Regions from separate parts of the Rattus norvegicus genome. Here region 1 is linked to region 2. The links are chromatin contacts, called in public Hi-C maps. All regions are on one chromosome and are shown on one strand. The core of a region is the stretch at or near the end of the contact, and the rest is flanking DNA. Distances in the headings are between cores, read along the strand shown.

The links. A called contact is a pair of places that touch in the nucleus more often than the background predicts.
Region 1: a contact with region 2 is called in a Hi-C map of liver, with 4 times the contacts expected there. The contact joins two enhancer-like sites. A contact is called at or near these places in 5 of 12 Hi-C or Micro-C datasets (the A7r5 cell line, kidney, liver and 1 more) and 1 of 1 datasets of contacts at active chromatin or transcription factors (oligodendrocytes).

The regions. Positions count from the first base shown.
Region 1 is chr6:13,875,097-13,881,306 of GRCr8, reverse strand. It overlaps Prkce (protein kinase C, epsilon), which reads left to right. Exons shown (of 15, transcript NM_017171.2): 8 at 2,263-2,359; 9 at 4,802-5,001. Among named protein-coding and RNA genes, the nearest start is that of Prkcel1, 52 kb to the left of the region's middle. Within about 2 kb of position 4,281, at least 4 of the 93 cell types and tissues checked have an H3K27ac peak or open chromatin away from gene starts, as enhancers often do. A contact at or near this core is called in kidney and liver, where this site is marked.
Region 2 is chr6:13,604,593-13,610,758 of GRCr8, reverse strand. All of the region lies in intron 1 of Epas1 (endothelial PAS domain protein 1), which reads left to right. Among named protein-coding and RNA genes, the nearest start is that of Epas1, 17 kb to the left of the region's middle. Within about 2 kb of position 1,473, at least 49 of the 93 cell types and tissues checked have an H3K27ac peak or open chromatin away from gene starts, as enhancers often do. A contact at or near this core is called in kidney and liver, where this site is marked.

The DNA.
Region 1 (6,210 bases), core at 3,032-5,531, 270 kb before region 2:
GGCAAGCCTTAAGTTATGTGTGGGTTGGGGGGTCTTAGCACTAGAGTCTTTTCCTACATGTACGTGAAACCCCTGAGTTCAATTTTCAGGAACACGACAGAATAAAGTTCACCAGAGAAAACAAGCTTTAAGGTGAAGACCTTGAAGTCCCTTCTGGAAAAAAATACATGACACTCTAGAGCAATGATTCTCAACCTTCCTAGTGCTGCGGCCCTTTAACATGGTTCCTCGTGCTGTGACCCCCAACCATAAAATTGTTCATTGCCACTTCATAACTGTAACTTTGCTACTGCTATGGATTGTAACATAAATGTCCGTGTTTTCCAATGGTCTTAGGGTTGTTCGACTCCCACCAGCTCCCTCAGGGTCTCTGCTGCTCTAGGCACTGAGGCAGACCAACCTGTCTCCAGAGCTGTCATGAAGTAGTTAGTGTCTGAATCTGGGCCCTGGTGTTGAGGATAACTGGGTGCACGGATGAGTCAGCTGCTTCAGCTAGCGCTGAGTTGATCATGATTTCAGAACCCATGGCCTTTCTTTAGAGACCGGAGTCCACTTATCCATATGATGTTCCAAGTGTCGAGAGGAAGGCTTGTATCCCCTAATGTGTTCTTTTGGCAAGTCAAGGCCTACGGATGCGAACAGAGCTAAGGGTATCTCTAGTGGGCTCTGCTCCAGCCATGATACCTGCTCTGGAAAATTTTAGATGCCTCTGGGAACCAGGTTATGAGAATGATATTATTGAGAAAGTCAGTGCTGCTGTGGGCGGGTAGAGTGTGGCCCCATCTGCCAGGAGTCAGACTTCTCCAAGGCCTTTCCTAGGAGAGCAAGTGCGTCTCTGAGTGCCTCACGGCCTTTGTTCCTCAAGTTCCCTCTACCCTTGTCCTGAAGTCCCTTCCAAGGAGCCTACATTCCCCACTCTTCTTGGTCTTGAACCCATCTGTGTCTTTTCCCTATGTCCCCAGAAAAGCTTGGTTCCCACTGATGAGGAGGGTCAAATAACTTCTTTTTAACACTCCCTGTCTTTCCAACAAACAAAGCTATTTCAAAATCCCTGAAGAAACTACCCTCTCGCAGTCCACTGTGAGGCCTCAAACATTGGGGGCTTCTCTAAGCTCTGTGAATCCTACTGGGGGAAAAAGAAACCAACTTTGTTTGGTGCCCCAAGGCAATGGAGTTACAAAGCCACATGACACCAGCCAGTAATGCCAGGGCCCCTAAAGAAGCAGCCTGAGCAAGGACTCTGGTGCCTTGTGCCAGTGTTAAGCCCTAAAGAAAGTCCTTCTCAGAAGAATGGCTTTTCTCTGCTGGAAATGTGACAGTCCTTCATTGTCACAAGAGGTTTAAAGGGAAATGCTCTTTCCTCTTCTGTCCTGCATTCACACAGACTGTGGTTCTAGTGACAAGGTGCTGTCCACTCCCTTACATTTGCAGACTTACGTTTGTGAACTCACGATGAGAAAGGGCCGCTGGGAAATGTAGGATCGGGTAGAGAAAGTACCAGGGAGTAATCATCCAGCAATCTCCAGTGAGTGACAGCCCTGATAGAAAGCTTCAGTTGTATGACATGACAGATAGGGGAGAGACGTATCCTTGGTCAGAAGCTAAATGGTCTTTTCAGGAGTCTCAGACCGTTTGCTAGAAAAAGCCCTTGGGAAGACCAAGAGCAAAGGGAGCCGCAATTCTCGTTATCTCTACATCCATACTGACACTTAAGTTGGACCTGCCAACGCTATTCCAGGAAACAAATGTGCTAATGGGTTAAAAGACATCAGAAAATATTAATGAGCTTCTGTTATGTGTGTTACTTTGTGCCAGCCACTAGGGGCAGTGAAAGTACTGGAAAGTGTGAGTAGAGAACCAACATGCACCTGCAGATGCTGTTATGATATAATGTGGATACGATCATGGATAAACACCAAACGGGGTAGAGCTGGTCAGGGTCGCATGGCCTTGGAGAGAGAACTTGCATTATATAAATATTGTGAGGTTGGGAGCGAGGGATGAGGGTGCGTGGGGGAGGGTGTTACGGAACGACTGGAGCAGAGCTTTAGAGGTCATCTGTCTTTGGAGAGGTTAAATGTTGAGGAGTGGAGATCGTTCATGTTTTGGTTTGGTTTTCCATTAAGTTGGCACATGAATCCTTAAGCGCCTGCTCTCGTCTGCTGGGCATTGCTGTGCTTCTGAGATTCCGTACGGTGTCTTGAGGCCTTTGGCGGCACAAGCCTCCTTTCTGACAACTCTCCTGTCCTCTGTCCTCTTTAGCTCGCTGCTGGTGCTGAGTCCCCACAGCCGGCTTCTGGAAACTCCCCATCAGAAGACGACCGATCCAAGTCAGCGCCCACCTCCCCTTGTGACCAGGGTGAGACTCTGAGACTTGCCTCTTACCTCTGACCTCTCACTTGTTATTCAGTACGGCCAGCAGCCCACCAGCAGGTCCCCACACACTGCTTCCTTGTCGATATGGTGGCTGTTCTCGAATGCTACATGGCTTTCTTGAGGGCACTAGGCGGGAGTGCTAACCTCAGTTCCCACCAGCCTAGGGCTTCAAGTGTAGAGAGGAAGAGAGGTCCCAGTCCTTTGCGCATCAAGCCATCCTTCTGTCTGAACCTAGACATATCCATACACTTGTGTCCTCCCCTTTAATCATGGCATCCCAAGATTTGAGATCAGGCTGATTTAGGGAAGATGTCTCCTCTCCCGTTCTTTGAACGAACAGATGGGAATAGAAAGGTGAAATCTGAGAAGCAAAGGGAGTCAGCCCTAGGCCTGACTTTCCTCTGCCTACGCTCCGGATGTCTCTTTCCTTCTGACTAAATACGCTTAAGATGGTGAGTTCAGGGGCATAAAAACAGGTTTATGGACTCTGAGATCTAGGGCTAAACAAGCACTTCTGTCTGAAGCCTCCCTTCTGGTGACTAACGGGTCCCAAACAACCTGGAAAGAGCTGCATGCAGGGACAAGGTGGAACGGCCTCACAGCATGGTGGTGCCCTTCTCTATGGCCCTTCCTGTGGTGTTGTCGCTAATGTTTTACTCACACCAGCTCCATATCAGGTAACAGGCTGAAAGATGGGAGGTCAGAGTTGAAAATGCTTGTCCTGAGGCCAAGAACTAATTTGGTGTCCAGGACGGGCGTGTGCCTCTCCTGAACTATGAACTCCTCACTGGAGGCCGTCACTGTGACGCAGCACTTCTTACTCAGGAGTAAGCAGGACCGTCTCAGTGGCCGTTCACCAGTCTTGAGACTATAGAGTAGCTGATCTCAGACCCTCTTCCGGTCTCTTTTTCTGCGTCTTTGCCTCATCCCAAAAGAGACTCCATCCCTCCCTAAGTAATCAGCTTACAGACCCTATCCTGGGCCAGTCAGAGATTTTCAGCTTTCTCCTTTAAATACGGAATGTCCTGGAACTTCAAAGAGATGGGGTCCATGGATAACAGACCCGGGGAGGGTGACGTACCCCTGGTTTCCAGGCCTGGCTCTTGCCTGGTGTGCTGTCTGCTGTGCCCCTTGGGGCTTTATTCAGACAGATGATCCAGCCAGGCAGGTCCCATGCTTGCAGAGCCTGACATGAGAACTAAAGGATATGAAACGGTCTTGGTAACTATCACAAGGCAGATGGGCAAGACGCTGTCTCCCTCTGTTGTAAGAATCCAGAGAGCCATTTTCTTCGAGCTTTGGGGTCTTCAGACATCTGGGTTCTACCTTCCAAGACGCTCTTAACAACTGAGTCCTTCCCAGGGGGACAAAACTCATACTTTGGAGTGAGTGAGCCATGGAAGTCTGAGTCTGTTGTCACAAGGCTGTCCGCAGGCTTGGCTGTTGTCCTTCCACCCAAGATGAGTTCACTCCAGATCCCCTGCATGGGCCCTCATGACTAAAGTCCTTCTGAAAAAGAGGCAGAGATCTTCCTCTCCAGAGGCGTTGCTCACTGGTCTGTCCTCATTCCAAGGTATAAACACTCTGTCCCCGTGTGTAACCCCTGTTAGTCATGAGAGTCCTTTAGAGTAGGATCACGTCAGGAGATCCATACCATACAGACGAGTGCTCACGTTGGTGAGTGAATGTCTAACCATAATAGACCTTCTTCAAATAGAAAAGGTCAAAGGGACGCCCAGCAGTATGGTCCAGGTAATTTGGGTCACATACTCCGGAAGGCCACAAGACCGTCTCGTCATTGTGAAATTGGACTTCAGAATTCCTGACGCAGCAGAGACGAGATTGTGACATGCCATTGTGGGAAGCTAGTCTTTTGTTAATGATAAGCCTGTGGCTCATTCTACTAGGTAGCTTTGTGTGGGACAAGTACTCAGAGTAAAGCCAACATCAAGGCGAGAAAAATAAAGGCTTCCTAGATGACGTTTCCAAGTTCTTTTAGTTCTAGTTCACAGTCCCTGTGAGCGAGTGAGCGAGTGAGCGACTTTCTCACCAGTAATGCCTGTGAGGGTGGCTTTGGAGTGCTCTCATCTTCAAAGGAAAGTTGAAGGGAAGGGTACCTGTTACCCCCAAGTCCGCAGAGATCCAGGGAAGATATGCATCCTCACCACACCTGAATGATCGACAAGGTTGTGAGGAGGCCTTCAGAGGCCTTTATTGGCAGTGAATCCTGACAGATCAGGAACTATGTCCTCCTCTTTGCAGACTGGTGCCTTATTGTTCGTTAGGTACCCAAAGACATGTGTTAGACGACACCCCTGGATCTGCCGCCAGGGGGAACGGAAGGATGGGTTCTGAATGCTGAGGGCTAATGTAAACAGCTAGTGAAGTATGTTCTAATCAAGTTCCTCTTTACCTTTGGCCCTAGAACTAAAAGAACTTGAAAACAACATCCGGAAGGCCTTGTCATTTGACAACCGAGGAGAGGAGCACCGAGCCTCGTCGTCTACTGATGGCCAGCTGGCAAGCCCTGGCGAGAACGGTGAAGTCCGGCAAGGCCAGGCCAAGCGCTTGGGCCTGGATGAGTTCAACTTCATCAAGGTGTTAGGCAAAGGCAGCTTTGGCAAGGTCTGTGGGCATTTCTCTGTAGGACTGGGTTGTTCTCATTAATCAAATGGGCAGAGGAGGGGAAGGAGGGAGGAAGGGAGGGAGGGAGGGAGGGAGGGAGGGAGGGAGGGAGGGAGGGAGGGAGGGAGGAGCACACAGAGAGGTTTCATGTGTTTAGCATGTGCTCCCTGGTTTCCACAGTTGACCCGTGTGCATCTTTCTTCCGTTGTGCAGAGAGCCATCTGAAATCCCGCTTTCTCAGTAGGAAGACTTTAAGCACAAACTGTAAGCCCCTGCCCTTGGTAGACTCTGGGTTCAGGGCAAACCTTTCTGTGTAGGACTTTGGGAGCTGAAATTCCTGTAACTGACTCTCCCAGCTCCTACTAAACATTCTTCCTCTCCGTGTGAGAGAACTGCATAACCGTGTAGTGGATTGGGGCCTCTGTCCTTGAGGACACTTCCCCTGCTCTCTGCTGCATCATATGCCTCCTGGGGCTGTGCCCTTCAGGGATGGGCCTGACAAAATGCAAAGATTTCATTTTTAGGAAGACAAAAAGCCTAGGAAACCAAGAGGGCATTTCAGACAACTGCCTATCTCCTTGTCTGCCCTGATGCTGTGCCTGGTGGGTAATCAGACAGCTCCAAATGTCGGGTGCTCTCATCTCTCCTGGGCTCTGGGAAGCAGCCAGGAGCTGAAGACCTAATCGACATTCTAGGGCCCTTCTTGGGGAAGGCTCTGCGAAGCCCCCAGGCACAGGGCCTGCTCCGCCCTATCTGTCCTGAGATCTCCTGGCAGGGAGGATACTGGAGTTTCCTCAGGTGGCAACTGCTGAAGCAATCACATTCTTTAAAAACCAGCTCAATAGGAAACAGACCCCGGGCCTGTGGTTTAAGTGTGACTCTGGCGTAGGCCATGAGCAGGGCTAGGTCTGAATGTGAGCAACATTATAGGAAAAAGAGCACGCTCAGAGCTTCCAGGCTTGCACATAAAGTAGACGGGATAGGAGTTCTGATGACTCCGAGGGCTTAGCTAGTTTCTTAGGCAAAATCACCGCCATCACAAGACGGTTTGGGCCAGTTTTATAGGCTGTATTCTGTAGGTGACAGAATCTTCAACCTCTCATGTTCCTTGGATTATGTTCTATGACGTTGACAACAACATTGGAATAGCATCCTTCAAAGTCCGTGGGAAGGAGAATGGCCTGTAACTATTTGGAGATCAATGAAAAC
Region 2 (6,166 bases), core at 224-2,723:
AACCCTGTTCTCTTTCTCTTCTAAACATTCCCCACATGCAATTTACATGTTTACTTATGTCCGCCATGCCCTCTCCTGCCAGCACCAAACTGAAGGTGCAGCCTCCACGAGTGCTTTGTTTACCACCGAGCCTTTAGGATGGGGCCTGGGATATTGGTGCTTCTTCTACATCCATTCAGAGGTTTATAATTGTCCGGTGTTAATGTTTTCCTTAAGCTGATTTGTTTCTGTTTTCCGAGGTATGTAGCCTGTGCTGCTTCCCGCGCCGAGGCCTGGGATTACATGAACACTGTCATAGTTGTTCTTTCCAAAGCTCTTGATGTAAACACCAAGGAATTGTCCCTTTTGGCATATGGATGAGACGCTGGAGGGTAATGACCGTGGCAGGGATTGGCAGTGCCTACCTGAACACGTACTGTTTGCAAAGACCCACGCTGCCTCCCTTGGCCCCCGAGTTTTCTGTTGTGGCCATGTTATTGTTTGTCATATTTGGCAATGTTTACGCCTGAGAAGTAAGGGCCATTGTGTGCTGGTATCGTCTGGGAATGCACAGCCAAGTCCCAGGGGAATGGCCACTGATGTTCTTACCACAATTAGAAATTGTCAGGCCGGGAGCAGCGGCAGGGCGGGTGCTGCCTCTCTCTGCCGGTTCTGTGTCTCCACGGGGTCGGGGTGAGGGTCCTAGCTCTACCGCCCTGATCGTGTCTTACTGTGGCTCGCCCACTCACGTTGGAGTGTGGACCTTCTGCAGGGCGGTGTGCTGTGTTTAGTAAACTTTCTGAGAAGAGGTAGGCATTAGCAGGCTAGATGACTATCTCTGCCCTCACCACCTCCGAAGTGAACCAGTTGGTGGGAAGGAACCAGACCAGATAACCTCAAAGCTCTCGGGGTTCTAGCTCCCCTCTGCAGGGGATTTCCAGTGGTCTGGCCTCCTGTTTGCAGATGCTGACTTGGGAAAAGGCAGCGGGAAGTTGGAGGTTATTGTCAGGGGCTGCAGGATGTCTTTCCAACTCTTTGTAACTCTTCCTCTCCTGAAAGATATTCCACTCCATCAGGAGTTGCTGTTGGGCCTGGCTTAGTCCACTGCTGTGAATACAGCAGGGCTAACAACCGCCCCAAAAGTCAGCCGAGGTCCAGTATGTAGAGTGGTAAGAAGTTCCCAAAAGGAGACCATGTCTCCATCTCCCATGAGGCAGGCTTCTGGGGTGTCAGAGGGTGCTCTGACACCATCACTGGATGGGGGGGTCAGACACTGCCTCTGAGGTGACTGTTCTAGGCCCTGCACTGCCACAAAGGAAGGGCACATTGCTGCTGTGGCTTCTGTGTACAAACATATCTGGCGTGCTTAGACCTGGTCGAGGCATGAATTGATTGACACATGCAGTCTGAAAATACAGTCCTTCAACCTGAGGCATCAAGGGAGAAGTCAGCTAGAAAGCCAACAAGGCCTTAAATTGTTGAATGAAGTCATGCTGCACCGGGGGAGGGGGGAGGTGTGTGTGTGACGTGCTGTAGGGCAGAGGTGAGTCACAGTGCAAGAGTGTTGGGGAGTCACCTTGAACTTGGGCCAAAAAAGCAGAAATATTGGGACTCGTTTATCTGCCTTCTATCAGGTACATCAAGTTCTGGATGGCCACCCACTGGCCAGAGACATGATGTGGACGGCTCTGCTCTGCCGCCCTGGGAAGGTTCTCTGCTGGCTTCAGCCCTGCTGAGCAAAGTCCGCTTGTTCGCTGGAGTTCACACAGACTCCTTGCCAGGCCTGCCCAGAATCCTGTCTCCTCTGACTTCCTGTGTTCTTGCATAATATTTCCTTGCCTCTTGAATGGCTGGCCCCAGTGCGGGGGCAGCTCACCGGCTCCGCTGGATGGAGGCTGGGATGTGGAGAGAGGATGGGTGATATTTGGATCTAATCTGCTCGGGTTCCTGTGGCAGAGCCCCTCAAAACTGTTTGATGGAAGCTTTTAGCAAGAAGGGAGCATTGCAGACTCTGTAGGCACTCGCTTACTCACGAGCAAACCTCCTGTCTTTTTATATTCATGAATCATCTCTCCTGAAAATTAATTGTTCAAGAAGTTAAATTGCTTTCTTCTGATCATAAGAAATATGAACTATTCCCATAAGTCACTGTAGAGGAAGCCTAAAAGTAAAAAACAAAACAAAAGCAAAAAAACCAAAAACATGAGTTCCGTTAGCACAGTGAGTATGGCCTCCCCTATGCCAGAAATACTGGTCCACGGCTACGGGATGTCGGCCATATTAGCAGTATTAGTTCTGCTTAGAGAGGCATCTTCATGAGATGCCCATTCACTTCAGTCCAGGCTCAAAAAGCAAGTGGTAACCGGCCCAACAATTATTTCCAATCCTGAAGAGCGATGTTTCCCCTGAAGTTCTGACCAGTGTGCCCAGGAGTCCCAGAAATAACTGCAAAATAAAAGGTTATGTGCCTGTGTAAGCCTTTCTGTGGACTTAGAATAATTCACATGATTACACAGGAGGAGGCTGCTTAGATGACAGCTCTAAGGACTAGGCCTCGCTCTCACTTTGGGGACTGAAAGTGATCTCTGGATCTCTCAGTAGGGCCCTGTGCACGTTGTTAAGCAAGGAGCCCACCAGCTGGTAGAACAAGTTTTACTTTGGTGGCCTTCCCGTGCCCAGTGCCCAGGATTTCAAAGAAGCTCCATTTAAATTTCACTTGTCTATCACCCTCCTGAAAATGTGTAACACTGTTCATATCTTTAAGGAAGTGACCTTTCATTCCTTGTCCAGTGTCGTTAGCCTGACATGAGAACCGGGAAAGATCCATAGTGATGTTCAGACCCGCTTCCGATTTGATTATTGAAAACAAAACCAAACCATGCTATAGATGCGGGGTTTCTGACTTACCCCTGAAAAGCGCACTTTTTACAGGGTGGTCATGAGAGTTTGCAGGCTGAGCGCTGAGTCTGCAGTAGACGACACACTAGTGAGCGCTCTTGTGTTGGATCTGAGTGTCCACAGCTTTTGCCTGCTTTCTTTGATTTTTCTTTAAACTGCATTAACCCCAGGGCCTCACAGAAGGCTAGGAAACTGCTCTAACATCCTCTGCCTGGGGTGTGTGTGTGTGTGTGTGTGTGTGTGTGTGTCCGTGCGCGCACGCGCGCAAATGAAACTTGGTTAAATAAGTGTCTAACATAATACACTTAGGTCTCTAACACAGATATCTCTCTATCCCAAAGCTTCTGTTTGAGACTGAACTTAATACTCCCCATTGGGAAGTCCTTGTAAGATTTACTTTTTAGTAAAGTTGTTTCCTAAACTCTCTGGCTTAAAGAGAATACCTCTCAGCTTGAATACCTTTATTTTTAAAGCTCAAGAATCTTTTAAAACAAAAGCTTGCTACAGGATTTGGCTTGGCACCCCTAGGCTTCGAGGATTTACCTTATTTTGTTGATAGCTGCCTGCAAACGATCTATTGGAATAATTTGCATAATTACAGTCTCTCCTTCAGTTTATTCAGCCTGCACTCCCTAGTCTAGATTTACTGGCCAGAGTTATTACATCAAATTCCTTGATGCTGTATTCCCGAGGAATGATGGGACTAAAAGTTAAAGAGAGGAATTCATGACCTTCATCCGCTTTTCAAAGTATTCGAAACATACTACTTCGGCAAGGGGCTTTTGAAATTGCTCTCTTCTTTGTTACGTCAGTACCTGATTTCGCTGACTTTCTGGCCACACATGTGTGATTGGGAAGCAGGAAGGGACGAGAAGCCTGAATTGGCAGTCAGAATTATGAAACAGGACTTTGTTAAAATTGATAGGTCTGTACAATGAACGTGCGGCAGCTGTTGGCATGGTAACTCCTACGTGGCCAAGTGCACGGAGCCTGCAGACGACGTTAGCAGCACTCCGTGTTAATTTGATAAATGGCTTTTTTAATAGTAGTTTGTGGGCTAATGGAAAGATTGAAGCAAACCCTCATTAAGGGAAGGGAGGAGGGAGATTCTGAAGCCACCGGGTGAAGCTAGAGAGTCCCAGCCAAGTCTCCATTTTCAGCTCAGCGTCTCTTTTCATGGGAGATGTGCTTGAAGTGTGGCAAACCGAAGTACAGTAGGGACCTGCCTTGAGCATGGGCATTGGCCCTGATTTCCAGCTTCAGGCATGAAGAGACTTCCTTACTCAACACATTTACTTTGTACAGGAGGTTAGCTTAGGGCCATGGTAAGAAGTTTTCATTGTGTTTTCTTTTTCCTTAGTGGCAATGAGGCAGGGGATATGGTGACTGACAGGTCTGGCGTATTTAGCCCTGTTTGGTTGTTTGTGTTTTGGTTATTTGGGTTCTGAGAGAGGCTGTTTGTTTATTTTTGTTTCTGGTTTGTTTGTTGACATAGGGTCTTGAGTAGCCCAGGCTGGCCTCAAATGCCCTATATATGGCTGAAGATGACCTTGAACTTCTGATCCTTCTGCTGCCAACTCCAGGGTGTTGGGGTCATGGGTATGAGTCACCGTGCCTAGCTAATGTGGGACTGAGGATTAATGCAGAGCTTCTGCATGTGAGACAACACTCCATCAATTAGCTGCACCCTCTCCTGGTTTCAGCCATCTTTAATTGTGTGAGAATACATAATCATACCACGCTATGTTGCCATCACCACTGTCCACCTCAAGGAGCCTCTCCTCATCCCACATTGAAACTCTGCGTTCCTTAAACAGAAGTCCTGCCCATGCCTGCCCTTGGTAACCACAGATGACAATGGAAAGGCACCTCGTACGAATGAAAGTAGAGAATATCCTTTTGTGACTGGTTTCTATAACCTAGCATGTTCCCATCTCACCCATATTCTAGTACTGGTCAAAGCTTCACGTCCTTTAAAACCAGATTCCATATCAAATCTAAGCACCACATCAACGGAAGTTTTGGTTGTTACCCCCCTTGGCAGTTGTGGACAGTCCTCTGTGGTAGCAGTTCTCAACCCATGGTCGAGACCCCTTTCAGGTTTCACATCGGTCACCTGAGACCATCAGAAAACATGGCTGTTCATGTTAAAATTCATAACAGCTGCAAAATTGCAGTTACGAAGAAGCAGTGAAAATAATTTTATGGCTGGGGGGTCACCACAACATGAGGACCTGTATTAAAGGGTCACAGCATTAGGAAGAGTGAGGAGTGGGTTTACAAGCATCTTCCTGAGTGCCCGTTTTAGCTCTTTAGGGTGTATTAACTTCCCGTGAAACCCTGGGTCACATAATAGCTGCCTCTCCGATCTCTGAGGCGCTTCCGTATTGTCCTCCACAGCAACTGCACTGGTTTGCATTCTGAACAGAGCTCAAGGCTTCTAGCTTCTTCACAACTGTGGAGCAGATGAAGCAGTCTTAAGTGGAAGGCCTTGGAGACTTAAAACCTCTCAGAATGAGTTTTATCTGAAGCAAGCACGCTGTAGGCCGGCTTTAGAGAAGCCTTTCTGGTTTAGCATGGCAGGTAGGTTCTAGCCTCCTTCTGCCCAGAGAACAAGCACTGTTGTCATCTGCTGTAGGAGCCTGGGCCCAGTCTCTTTCCTCCCCTTCACCCCAACATCATGCTGAGCACCTGCTTAGGGCCTTGAACCACCATGCTATCTAGTTTTCCTATTGAAGCAATGTATAAATCTCTCCTCTTCCCCACCCGAGGGTGTCGAGTTAGCAGCCTACGTTTAGAACTTACAGTGCACCTGCTACGAACTTGAAACAACTTCTAGCCCCTCATAGTAGACGGAAACAGCTCTGTCCTTATACAGAAGTGCCACTTGTAATGTCATATATCGCTTCCTTAAAATGATTTGCGCAGTGAACACATTCAGGCCATACAGGGGTGATCTAATTTCAAGAGTGCAGGCTGGGGACATGGCTTGGTTGTTAGGAACACTGTGTGAAAACATGGCGATGTGTGCCTATGACCCCAGCGCTGGAAGGCAGAGACAGGCAGATTCCAGGAGTCCACAGGAGTCCACCGCCAATTGGCCTAGCCAAAAAGGCTAGCTTCAGATTTAGTGAGAGATACTGTCTCAGAGAACACAGGGAAGAGTTACAGAGAACGATCAGAACCCATGTGCACATGCCCCAAAACACCTCTGGGTGCTGGATCTCTTCAGAGTTCGCTGTTGCTGGAGCCAGGGTTTTGTTTGTTTGTTTGTTTGTTTGTTTGTTTT